Linked DNA regions of Drosophila melanogaster: all the other regions are linked to region 2. Evidence: chromatin contacts called from public Hi-C data. All regions are on one chromosome and are shown on one strand. The core of a region is the stretch at or near the end of the contact, and the rest is flanking DNA. Distances in the headings are between cores, read along the strand shown. Region 1 holds the start of CG34342. Region 2 holds the start of vn (vein). Region 3 holds the start of l(3)mbn (lethal (3) malignant blood neoplasm).

What was found. A called contact is a pair of places that touch in the nucleus more often than the background predicts.
Region 1: a contact with region 2 is called in a Hi-C map of the Kc167 cell line, with 4 times the contacts expected there. A contact is called at or near these places in 3 of 107 Hi-C or Micro-C datasets (the Kc167 cell line, larval central nervous system and wing imaginal disc).
Region 3: a contact with region 2 is called in a Hi-C map of the Kc167 cell line, with 5 times the contacts expected there. A contact is called at or near these places in 2 of 107 Hi-C or Micro-C datasets (the Kc167 cell line and eye imaginal disc).

What each region holds. Positions count from the first base shown.
Region 1 is chr3L:5,508,536-5,512,686 of dm6, reverse strand. It overlaps CG34342, which reads left to right and starts at 1,827. Exons shown (of 10, transcript NM_001169880.3): 1 at 1,827-1,891; 2 at 2,210-2,568; 3 at 2,673-2,801. The coding sequence starts at 1,867. Lkr (Leucokinin receptor) reads left to right here. Exons shown (of 8, transcript NM_139711.3): 8 at 1-266.
Region 2 is chr3L:5,843,169-5,847,473 of dm6, reverse strand. vn (vein) reads left to right here and starts at 1,810. Exons shown (of 6, transcript NM_001014565.2): 1 at 1,810-4,305. The coding sequence starts at 3,916.
Region 3 is chr3L:6,126,416-6,130,894 of dm6, reverse strand. l(3)mbn (lethal (3) malignant blood neoplasm) reads left to right here and starts at 2,088. Exons shown (of 6, transcript NM_168157.2): 1 at 2,088-2,366; 2 at 2,426-2,534; 3 at 4,398-4,479. The coding sequence starts at 2,334. Lcp65Ag3 (Larval cuticle protein) reads left to right here. Exons shown (of 2, transcript NM_144405.2): 1 at 1-84; 2 at 146-509. The coding sequence ends at 344. It also overlaps asRNA:CR46005.

The DNA.
Region 1 (4,151 bases), core at 578-3,077, 330 kb after region 2:
AATGTATTATTAGCTGAACAAAAAATGAATCAAATTAAATTAGCACCTGAAATCAATTAAGTAGCATTAAATTAAATTATTTAAATAGTATTTTAACAACAATCCGATTATGTATTAAATCCTACACAAGCACACAGCTGGATGTAAGCAAATGTAATGTACAATATTTGTCATTAAAAAACAGAAAGGCTTATTAATGTAATTATTATTGTATTTAATTACCAAACGAAAACGAATAAACATTTCGAGTCATTAAGCAAACAAACAAAATATACCAGTATTTTTATTATTCTTAATTACATGCAGCCGAATGAATTATTATTGTTCATGTGTGGCCCATAAATTGTACGAATAAATTCGGTTCGCAATTTCCGCTTCATTTCGTTTGTTTCAAACGAACTGAAATTATGGCATTTTGCTATAAATTTGAAACATCAAGAAAATTTACTTTTAAATGAAAGTAAAAGTTTTGACTTGAGCGCTTTTTACTTAAAAGATTATCGCTTAGCAGAGACTCACACCGGAAATGGGCAATCAAAAGCCCAAGATGGTCGAAGAGCTTTCAAGTTTCTTGCGGCGCTAGCAAAGACATCGAAAGCTTTAACCCTTATGCGGTGCCGCATTGAGTATGTGTGTTATTTTCGGCGGAAAATAGGAAACTTAATATTAAGTGAAGCCTAAAAACAATGGCTGAGACACCACAGGCTCAAAATCATATAAAATTTTGGAAATACGCTTAGTATGGTGTTAATATGCTTAAATGCGCATCAATAATTGAAATTTCAAGCCGCTTAAAGCTCATGGCATAATGAGCGTTTAACGATTTGGCCAACCGTTTTTCCCTAATGCCCATGCAAACAACTGCAGGCTGAATGTGGACAATGACAATTGAACAGAAATATATGACGGCTGCAGCAAGAACCACAACTATGTCACACAGCCATGCGTGCACAGGAAAAAAAAACTGAATACTTTTAAGTTACAGTTCTTGATCTCAAAGTGTAAAAATTTGTTTTGACTACAAGGTAACTTTTCTTACACTCAAGAAAGAACATTTTAATGAACATTTTAAGAAGAAAAACTATTTCATAATATATCTTACCAATGTTGTATAATTAGTTGTATAAGCTAGTATAGGTGTATTTAACTAATCTAAAGTTCTACAAATTTTTTGACAGTGCATCTGTGCACGTTTTACTTGAGCCTCATTTTTCGCTTGCAATCAAACAACATATGCTGCGCACTTGCTCACGCGATGAACAAGTACCAACTGTGACTATGACGGAGGATATGGACACGCACACACGGATGATGGGGACACGCACACACACGCACACACACACTGGCAGTTAGAAGGACACATGGTCACACGGACGTGGCCGCATTGGCTGTTGATAATTGAATAATTAACATTGTTTAAAATGGCTCAACAAGCGGATGGAAAGAGAGTGAAAGAGAGGTGGATCCGCCGTCTCACTTTTTGCCAGACATCCGGCGCCCAGGTCATCAGGTCAAATGCAACCACAATGTCAGCCATGCCCCCCAAACCGCACCCGCCCCCTGTCCGCATTTTAAGCCATATATATATATATATATATATGGATGTGCTCGTTGGAAAAGTGCAGGGGTTGTTGGACACACAAATAGATATAGTATAATTGGGCTAGAAGGGATATATATCGTGTGTACTTCATATTAATATAATTGACTTGCGGTGGGAAAATCTTTTCGATACATGTCTGCCGTTTATTGATTAAAATCCTACTTTTTAGTCGCATTGAAATTGAAAACTTGTCAATGTGCTTTTTACCCTTGAAGTGAACGGTTCGATTTTTGGATAAGCCATATAAAACAACATTGGAAATTATGCACGAGGCAAATCCAAGTAAAAGTGTGTAAAATTGAAGTTGAATATTCATATATAAGATGTCTATTCGACATCCTTTTAAGCATAAAGATTATTTAAAACTAAGAGAGAGACCATTAAAATCTTTGATAATGGCTCACATGAACATATTGTGATATAACAATTGCACTTATATACCAAAGTTTCTAAATGTATAGAACATATGTCGTATGTTGTTACATACTTTTGGAAACGAAAGTGAAAAACTCAGATGTTATCCTTGTGATTCTGTTAATTCCAAGCTGCAGTTAATAGGTCCTTGAACTGATTGGCTTTATATTTATTCCGTAATCCACCCAATAGCTGCTCGCAAGGCCTTTTCGTCCACCAGCTCCTCACGACGCAGTAGCAATGGGTGTGCCAGTGGCCACGATGTCGAGGAGGAAGAGGAGGAGCAGCTCTTCCAGGAGGCGTCGTCCGGCACAAGAACAAACAGCGTCGATGGGATTGCCGCCCCCTTCACCGCCGCTGTCAGTGCGACACCGGTTACGGATTTCTATAGCAATGCCACCGTACTCATTACGGGCGGTACGGGCTTCGTGGGCAAAGTGTTAACAGAGAAATTGCTTCGCTCGTTTGGATTGCGTAAAATTTACATGCTGATACGCAGCAAGGACAACATGAGCGTGCAGGAGCGTTTGAAGGGCTTTTTCAATGAATCGGTAAGTGTCAGGACAGGATGCGGGAGCCTGCTGTCAGGCGAACCATTCCATGCCGTTGGCCAGTACAATATCGGATAAAATCCCAACCCACTGCCTTCGAACAGATATTCAATAGGATGCGCGAGGAGTCACCGCAATTGTTGGCGAAGGTGCATCCGATACGCGCTGATTACAGTGCCATCGACCTGGACATTGATTCCGCCGACCGAGCAATGCTCTCGTCTGAGGTCCAGGTGAGTAACTTTTGTTGATGCGCTCCAACGGCCCTTCCTCCAACGCCAGTTTCAATCCACCGCAACCACTCCTCTGTTGGCAATTCAATCAATGGACTTTTTGTGTGAGAAACTTTTCATGGGTCTTTGTTGTGTTTGCCTATCTGGATGGCTCCCCCGATTCCTGTCTGTTACTATCTATTTACACTTGAAGAAAAGGAGTACTAACCTTGACAAAAAATATGACAAAATGAGTAAATAAGCTGTAATTGATACTTATATCTGAGATGGCATTCCACAGATTAGGGTGCACTGCTAGCAGACCGATCTTTTGCAGCTGGCATATTTAGCATAGTAAATTTTCTTTCAGTGTTCGAACTATCGCAACGTGTGCCTCTCGACAACCCTAGTTGGCGCATTACGTATACGTAAAACGTTGCATGCCAAAGGCAGGCTCAATGTTTACGACAACGCCAGCCAGGCAGTCAGTTTATTTCCTTCGTTTCTCGCCCCTTATTTTTTCTGCTCTGTTTTGCTGATCACAAGAGGAGCACGATATGTATGCATGTGCATATGTATATCTATATATATTTTCTACTTTTGAACAAAAATTGAAAAAACCCCGCCGCCACGTAAAACTGTGAAAATGTGTGTTGCTTCGCCTGCTGGTGGTTATAAAACACAATATATAAATAAATGAAAATTCCTGTGCATGCTTCAAGTGCCTGGCATGCGCGAGCTATTGTCCTGCCATCCGGGCGCATCCGCATCCCCATCCGCATCTGCATCTGCATCCTCGTCCGCATCCGTTGGTCGGTTTTATTTTTCCTCAACTTCCCGGTACTGTTTGCAAAAACATTTTGCATACAAGTCACTCAGGCCTGGTCGGTCTGCTTAGAGTCCGCTAGCACTGTTTTAAGCTGAAATTGCTTTGTTGTCGATGTTCAATGCACGCGTGGCACTGCAGGATTCCCGCCACAGCGTCCTGTTTCCAGGACCAATTCCATCTGCCACCGCTCGTTCTGCTGCATTTTGTGTGCTGACTTGCAAGCTATCATGGAGCGTAGAGCAGACCCGATTCCCCACCAGATCGCTGCTTGAGCGATTAACAGTGATGGATAGGGGTACAATAGAGACTCATTTACCAAAGTGAAAATATTATTTCACATTTTTTTGTTGCCACCAATTCGAATAATGCTGTAGGCCACGAATTGATATTAATTTGTTAGCTGTGAAATAGTAATAGTTATAAGACATGTAACATCTTTAAGATACTAGATATTTGCCATCACTGACTGCTGCTGCTTTGTATGCGAATCTCATGTGCATTTTGCATGAGCATTTCTGTGCTACTGGGCTCTTCCCTTTTTG
Region 2 (4,305 bases), core at 561-3,060:
CGGGCGCTTTTCGCGTATGAACTGCAATAGTTGGCCCAATCGATAAGAACACTATCATTTGGTAGCGTTTTTTTTTTGCGCTCTTATCAGCTGGTTTGTTTCGATAAGTAGGGTAAGTACCTGTTTTGCTCATTCAGAAACTGGCAATGACGTAGACCAAGTTGGCCCAGCTCCGTCACAAGTGGCCGACTTTGAACCCTTCTTTGCTTCTGGCTTTTCTTACAATTGTCGCACTTGTCACCACACCACTGCCGCCCCACCTAAGCTCCCCTTTTATGCTTTTTCTCTTTTATTTTTTTTTTCTTCTGTCAGCTTCTTTTATTGTTATGCGCAGTGCGTAGAACAAGTGGAAGCTTTGTTTGACAATAACAACAACAGCGAGTGAAACATCAGCAGCTGGGGCAAGTAAGAAACAAAAAAAAAAAAAAAAACGTTAAGTTTACACGACTTCCAAGCGCTGGACGGAATCACCTGCCGCATTTTGTTTTTTCTGTAGTCGCTGTTGTGGGCTTGACATTTGACAATAAAGCAAATAATCATGGGAAAAAAGCTGAGCCCCCAGAAGAACGACAACTCGCCGCCGCAGTCATCATAAGAAAATATCAAAAACGGGAGGAAATCCGGAACCGTAGTCAAAACAAACGAAAGCGTTGAGTTAAGAGCTGTTGGATGAAAGCAAAACTAAATTAAGATTGACGAGTTATGTAAGGGTCTCATATTGTGATCGATCGATTAGCAATAAATAGAAAAAATTATGTCTCTTGCTCACAATTTTGTTAACAAATTGCTCATTGCTTTTAGGCAAATTGTTAAAAAGTTACAGCTCTGTAATGATAACTAAGATTAGTTATGAATCCAAACTTTCTTGAACTAGATAAGATCGCCGACAGTACATTTAACTTATTCAAATGCAGCATAAGCGCACATCATTCATTCAATTACTTGGAATGACTCATTGAGCTAGGACTTGAACTTTTTGCGTATGAGCAATAATTTTTAAAGACCCTCAGACTGGAACTCATTTATAGCAGCCTATCAGAAGCTCGACGATTATGAGTAACTTATTGGAAATCGGAGCAAAAGCCAATGACAACTGTCCTCTTATCTATTTTTATCTATTGGATTGATAATATTGTCGTTAGACACCTATTTAATCGTCAACGGGTTCGATTTCCCTCCTAGTTCGGTTTTCATTTTAACGAGTAACGACGATATTTTTTTAATACGTTGTTTTTCTAGCATATATCGTATCGACTTATTACGGTAAGAAATTATCCTTGCAGCAGAGGAATAGAGGGATTTTTCGAGAGAGCGAGAGAGTAAATCGGATTTACAAAATATATTTTAATACCCTAAATTTGAAAAAAAAAGGACATTATAGACTTAAAGAATTTTAGAGCAATCTCTAAAGAAATTAGCATATTGTGAAGCATACTTTTAGAGACGAATAAGTAAAGGTCTCGTGCCCTCCTTGATGTTCCATATTAAATATCCCAATTGTTAACCACAAATCGCCTTTAAGTAATTGATATAAAGTAATGAATTGGATCACCCGAAATTGTTGAGAGAAAACTGCAGGGTTGAGAAAATGCTGGCGTTGCTGTGAGAAGAAAACGTTGGAGAAAACACTCAACGTTTGAGCGAAATGAGCGTGCCGAAGATATTCGAACACGGCCGAACGCAGTCGAACAAATTCCGACCAGTGAGATACGTTTGAGTCGTGAGATACGTTTGAGTTGTATCCGTGAGATACGTTGTGAATGCTACAACTCTGCTCTGCATCGGTGAGATACGTTTGAGTCGTTTTCGCGGCGTCAAATCGAGCAGACCTGTGCCGCTCCGTAGAGCGAGTTCGTCCAAATAAAAAAAGAATTATACGAAATTCCGCCTGTGTTAGGAGCAGAGAAAAGAATAATTTTAAACCAACATACACAATCAGTTAGTTTCCACCGACAGTCCGCAGAAACCATTCGACGGCAACGGAACGGGCGCGCGATTGTCGGCAATCCGTAAGATAGCCAAATATTATTATTGTTCAGATACTCACTGAGGGCGTTGATAAAAGATCAGCCAGACAACTGCAGATCCGAGTGGAGTGTTTTGAAATCAGTGAAATTCTGTGTGAAAAATCGTTGATTTATTAATATTCAAGAATAAAAGTTCCCAGCGAATTTCATCAGCTGGAGTAACCGAAGTGACCCACCAAGCAAATCGAACAACACAAATCGATCGAACGTGTAAAAGGACTTTCGGTTTCATTAAGCGTGTGCAATTGCTGATTTTCCCCGGCAAAGCGGACTTTTTGCGGAATGAATGAAATAAAAAAAAAACAGCAGTGGCAACTATAATAATAAAAACAACAACAGTGCAACAACAGCCGGGGCATCTTCATAGATTTTGGCTCTCCTGAAGCAACAACTTCTGCCTGCACTTGGTATATGTACTTATCACATAGACATATATATACGCACAGATATATAAAACAAAAACGATCGCTTCTCGTGCCAGCGCGTGTGATTGTGTGCGTTCCCATGTTGCATATATATATGCACAAAAAATATATATATTTATCTAGAGCCGACTGTTGCGACGACTTTTCTATATAATCGGCTAGTGAGCACGCAGACATCGAAAAGGTGCACAAATACATCAGCAGATGCGGGTATATATGTATTGCACATATATCTAGCCAAAGCCAAAGTAGAAGATATATATGCGTATAAGCTGAACGCGGCGCACTCTGCTCTGTTTTTTCTTTTATAATTACTTTTGTCTAAAATTAGAAGACGTGTGTGTTGTGTGTGCCCCGTCCGTGTATCCGTATCCGTGAGATACGCGAGAGTGTCCGCGTCTGCTATATCGCACATCATCATCGCCGTACACCATCCGCCGTCCAATATCCACCATCATCATCATCATCATCGCCATCCCCATCATCATCGTCGTCGTCGTCATCAGAGATCAGAGATCTGCAGCGGTGTGTGTGCCAGAAAAGACGACTCGTGAATCAGACTACGGCTACGACTACGGGTGCGACTACGGCTATATAGGCGAGAGATCGCGTATACGGCCAGACAAACATTATCGTATATCTGGCGCCGAGGATTACAATTACAAGAGCAGCAAACGCAACAGCAGCAGCAGGAGCGGCAGCCGAAGTTAAAGCCGAATACGAGTACGAATACGAGTACGAATATCCGAGCCCCACAAACGAATACGAATACAAATACGAATCCGAACCCGAATCGAGGCGATACGAAACGATCGCGCGCGTGAAAAGCCTCGTGAAGAAAAGCGCTACGAAAAAAGTGGGGGAAAAATCAAACGCCACGCGACCTTAGGCCCGTCCAATTTTGGGGGGGGGCGTGCAGCGGGGCGTGGCCGTGCGTCGACTCCTAGCGATCGCTCAAGTGAAACGCGGCGAAATTCTGTTCAGATAACAAAAATGAGTCACCAAAATAAGCAGCAACAGCAACAGCAGCAGCAGCAACATCAAAAGCAACAGCAACAATCGAGTGCGGCAAAGTGTTCATAAATTAATGCTAGGCATACAGTGTGTTAGACCAGTCCGAAATACACTATCCCCCTCTCTCTCGCTCTCGAACAGTCCGTCTCTCTCTTGCCCCTGCTGTCGCTCAAAATGCTACGAAACTATCGAAAGTATTTGCAGGATAAACGGAAATACGACAAGCCACAACGACGAGGCAGCGAATTTTACATTTGTCACGTTTAGGCAAATTGCAAGGACAAAGGACACACCAACCCCCCAGCAGCAGCAGCAGCAGCAGCAGCAGCAGCAGCAGCAGCATCACGCAGCAATACGCAGCAGCAGCAGCAAAGCGCAGCAGCAACACTCGCTATCGAGATTTTGTACATAAAGTCGGGGCAATAGCAGCAACAACTTTGGAGGACGCCATGTATGCGCAACATTTGCGCAAATGGAGTCTAAAAACAAAAAAGCAACTAATGCCATTGATATTGCTAATTATCAGCTACATGTTGCTACTAAACACATGTGTGTTGTCGTCGTCGGCGACGACGCAGCAGCAACAACAACAGCAGCAGCAGCAGCAGCATCTTCCAAGATTATGGGAAGGCAGTGCCGAAGAAAGCAGCTACTATATACCACTGAGTTCGGATAATGGCAGCGGGAGCAGTGAAAGCTCCGCCGAGAGCGGTAGCAGCAGCAGTAGAAGCAGCAGCAACAACATCGACAACAATATCTTAAGTAGGCTGCTCAGCCTCAACAGCAATAGTCTTAGTAGCCGTAGCAATGTTAAGTTAAAGCCAGCAACAGTATTCGAC
Region 3 (4,479 bases), core at 839-3,338, 280 kb before region 2:
CGTGGCTCTGGCTGCTCCTGCCGCTGAGGAACCCACAATCGTGCGCTCTGAATCCGACGTTGGACCCGAAAGCTTCAAATACGAGTAAGTTGCCTATGAGAAATGACCCAAAAGGATACCTAGCTGACACTGACTTCCTTCTTAGCTGGGAAACCTCCGATGGACAGGCTGCTCAAGCTGTAGGTCAGCTGAACGACATTGGAACTGAGAACGAGGCTATCTCTGTGAGTGGATCCTACCGCTTCATTGCTGATGATGGCCAGACCTACCAAGTCAACTACATCGCCGATAAGAACGGATTCCAGCCCGAGGGTGCTCATCTGCCCGTTGCCCCCGTGGCATAAGTGAAGTTGCTTTCACTGTAAGCAGCTTTAAACCCACCAATTCTGCAACACTCTTTGTTATCTTCCCCAACACTTACCTACTTTCGGTTTTCCCTTTTAAAAGGGAAAGAATCCTAAGTTACAGAACGCAGTTTGTTGAATATTAAAAAATGTAGATTTTATATGAATTCGTTTTATTTTAAATGTGCTTTTCGCTCAAAAGGTCGGAAACGTCGTTTTTTTTTAAAGGCGATTATTTGAAAATATTTTGTTAAGTTGTTCAGATAAATAGAACTAGATTCTTATGGCAAACAACGGACCTAATTAAAGGTTTTTTTCCATTAAGCAATTCTTAAGAAGTGTAAATAAGTATTTTGAAAGAATAGGTATTTTTTTCATTTAGAAAATTATTAATTAAAAAAAAAAACATTTTAGAACTGAAAATACAATTTTTTATTATGTATTTTATTACTCTAACCGCTAACATACCCAGTCGTCTTCAGGCTTTATTAGGTGTTCTTATTACATGAACATTATTAAAAAAGAAAAAGTTTTTGGGCCCTTATAATAATATTAAAAAAGAATATATTTTTCCTATTTTTAACTTATCTTAACAAAATCAAACGAAAATTTCCAGTATGCCTTAATAAAATAAAAACAAAAAGTTCTCCCAAATGCATAGTCGGCTTTGCGGATTTAAAGTGCATAGTTTAATCATAAAAGACTCTTAAGCTTACTTTCAGGCTATAGCTATTCAGATTGCATTGAAATCGAATGACTTAGGCAACGAACTTTTTAAATCCCTTGCATACTTTTGGGGGCTAAATGCTAATTACCAGTATCTTCGTGATGCGTCTCTTTAGACGCGAATCATTTATGCTCGTATTGAAAGACAACTGTTATAGCAATTAATATGCAAATTTTAGCATACAACATCAGTCATTGCCGAACTTGACAGCAATATTTCAATTACAATTGACTTGCAGTATCCGGCAGAAGATAAGCTCACTGCTGATTGCCGATCGATGAAAATAGAGAAGTGCAAACATCTTCCTCATTGCATTCGAATTTGCTCATCAAGCAGGTCAAATGCCTGGCTATCGATGAGACTCAACAAGTTGGATTGCAAATACATTGGGGTCGATTAATTATTAACAGATACAAATCGGCATGAACTACCCTTCAGGCCTGATAGCCGATTTTGAAGACCAATCTAAAGTGTTATTAAATTTCAATACAGTACTAATAAATTAGACCATTCTAAATTTAATCTTGTAAAACTTCTCTCATAATTTGATTTTTTTGGATCTTTATTTGCTTAAATATAAAAAATATCTAATAACGACTTTTGTATGCACTTTACTAGAACTCAATCTACAAATAAATCAATACGGACCAAAAATACTCAGGAAGTCTAGCAATAAAAGCCAAAAAGGTTATTTACCAAAACTAATTTAGCTTTTGTATAAAAAATATCGAGGATGCAAATTACTTAGTAAGTTCAGAACTAGCTGACAAGCAGTTTAAATAATCAAATAAATAACTTTTCAAACTGCATGAAATTTTAAATTATAAGCACAGGCTTGGCTGAGGCTCAAGAGGTGTGATGCGATCTGGCCAATGCTACCAGCTATGCGATCCGACTTGGCGAAATACACAACGTGTAGAAGGCAGAGATTCGCACGCACACTTGGCCAACAAGCAGCGGCAGGTTCTCGTCCGCCTCTAATGTTTTATAATGTTTACCTAATATTATTAACATTGTCAATTCGCTGCCGAACATCGTGGGGTGTGTTTCATTCTAAGGCGCTTGCTCCGTGCCGATAATCTAGCCGTGAGAAACGCGTCTTTCCGTCCGCTTGAAATCTAAATATTTATAATCGCGTATTTGTATTAAAATATAAACGCCCGTTTATTTATGCGTTTTTGTGTGAGCTCTGACAGTTTATATTAGGGCGTGAAAATAAAATAAAATTGGTGACCGATTTAAATAAATAATAAATTCCCAAAATGAGCCTAAAATTGATGGCGTTTGTCTGTGCTGTAAGTGCTTAAGTTTGATCCCAACTCTGAACCCGGCATTCATTGAGTTCCCTTTAAAGCTGCTGCTCCTGTGCACCTTGACCCATGTCCTGTCGGCCGCGACCACAGTGCGTCCCTACAAGTTCGGCTTCACCATCGACGAGCAGCAGCATCGGGCAGAGAAGAGAGGTGAGCTGGTTGAGCTAGCAAATGACGCTAATTAAACCATTAGCATATCTTGACTACTGTGCGTCGATTTATTGACACCGAAACCGAAATATGTAAATAGATGATGCGTCATCTCGAGAGTCGTTAGGAGCAGATGCACAAATGCAGCACCATCCAGCAGCTAGCAGCCAGCATTAGCCAAAAAAAGCCATAACTTTTGACTTTTGAGCCGGAGTGCGACTAGTGGCGGCTTGTGCAATGCCACACAATACACGTTTGATGGGTGCACGGTGCACCTGAGCGACAGGTCACCAGCAATTGAAATACCAGCCACCAATGGCAATTAGCGGAATCTTCACAACACACATATGGCCGGGGGTTCATCTCTGAAGTCCATTGTGTAGTGTCCAAATGGCATGCATGGTCGTTATGATTTTTATTTCCATGCTGAATCGGTGATAAAGTTTTCAGAAAATCGAAAACGAAACGTGGCCGATTTGCATAACATGTAGACTCTTTCGAACACACAAATGTTTGGCTTATTTATGGTTTTTCTTTCTTTGGCTAATGCTAATTTCAAAAAGATCAGCCACATTTCAATATTTATAAGTATAATTCTGGCATATAAAATGCCAGAGTTGAGCCAAAAATTGTATTACGTTCATATTAACAAACAAATTCAGGAACTCGTTGTGCATGCAAAATGATATTTGTTTGTTGTATAACTATTCAAAGGAGAACGGTATAAACGGTATCCTAACAAAAACAATTTCGGCACCTTTGATTTAAATATTGAACGATCTATTGATCAACATCAGATTTTTAAAGTCTAGCTTACGGGGCATTACTTCAGAGCTATAATACGTAACTTTAAATTTAACATACTAGAAAAAAATGTATTGTCACTTAGAATATATTTAATTGTATTTTACTATTTACTATATTACATAATTAAAATTTTTTCTAACCAAATACTGTTTGAAATTTTACTTGCCTTCTTTATGAATAGTCTCTTGATTACAAACATTAGGTTTTTGTACTGTAAAATAATTAAGTGGGAATGAAACTTTACCAATAGTTATAAATCCTTTAATTTTGGTTAAATAATTTTCTAATTATAATTTATAATAATTTATTCCCAGTTTCAATTTTTATTACCCACTAAAATGTATGTTAATTTTATGGTTATTTTTTTATTAGTGTTAATTGTATAACCAGAAAATGATAGTCTTAATTTATATTGATACGAGTTTAATAGTTTTCATTATTTAGCCCAGCTCATTGAACAATTTAAAATCAAATTGATCACGACAAAAGAATAAATTGAAATAAAGAATTGTTTTCAAGCCCCGTCGAAATCGATCGAGACAAATGGGAAAGTGACACGAAGCCAAATTTGAATTAAACCTAAAACAAACAAGCGAAAGCCAATTGATGCAAACCGTTAAAACTTGTTGGCCAGTATTGTGGAAACCTGTTTCCAGACACAAAGGCCACAAGCCAGAATTTCAAATGAGAACATTTTAGTGGGTGGCTGGACAGGATGCTTTGGTGAGAGACGCACCTCTTTCAGACCATCCACAGTGTCATCCAGATTAATAAATTCATCTCAACATAGGAATGTTTCTTACGTAGGAAGCTGCCTAACATATCAATTCAAAGCGATGGGGGTGTGTGGTGCGGTTGAGGGGTTTTAAGAAACCAGCTCACAAGTTATGATCGCCATTATCGATACAGTTTATTAGATCTTAATCTTTATGGGCCTGCTCGTGGCTGGTTATCAAACAAATTAAAAATCACATATCGGCGTAAAATTCGCATTCATATTCAAAATGAACACAAAATCATTTTGGTCAAATCTCATCTTGTTTCCCCAACTCACAGATGAACGCGGCATTATCATGGGCGAGTTTGGGTTCATCACCGCCGATGGTATCTATCACGTGACGGTCTATGCCACCGACGA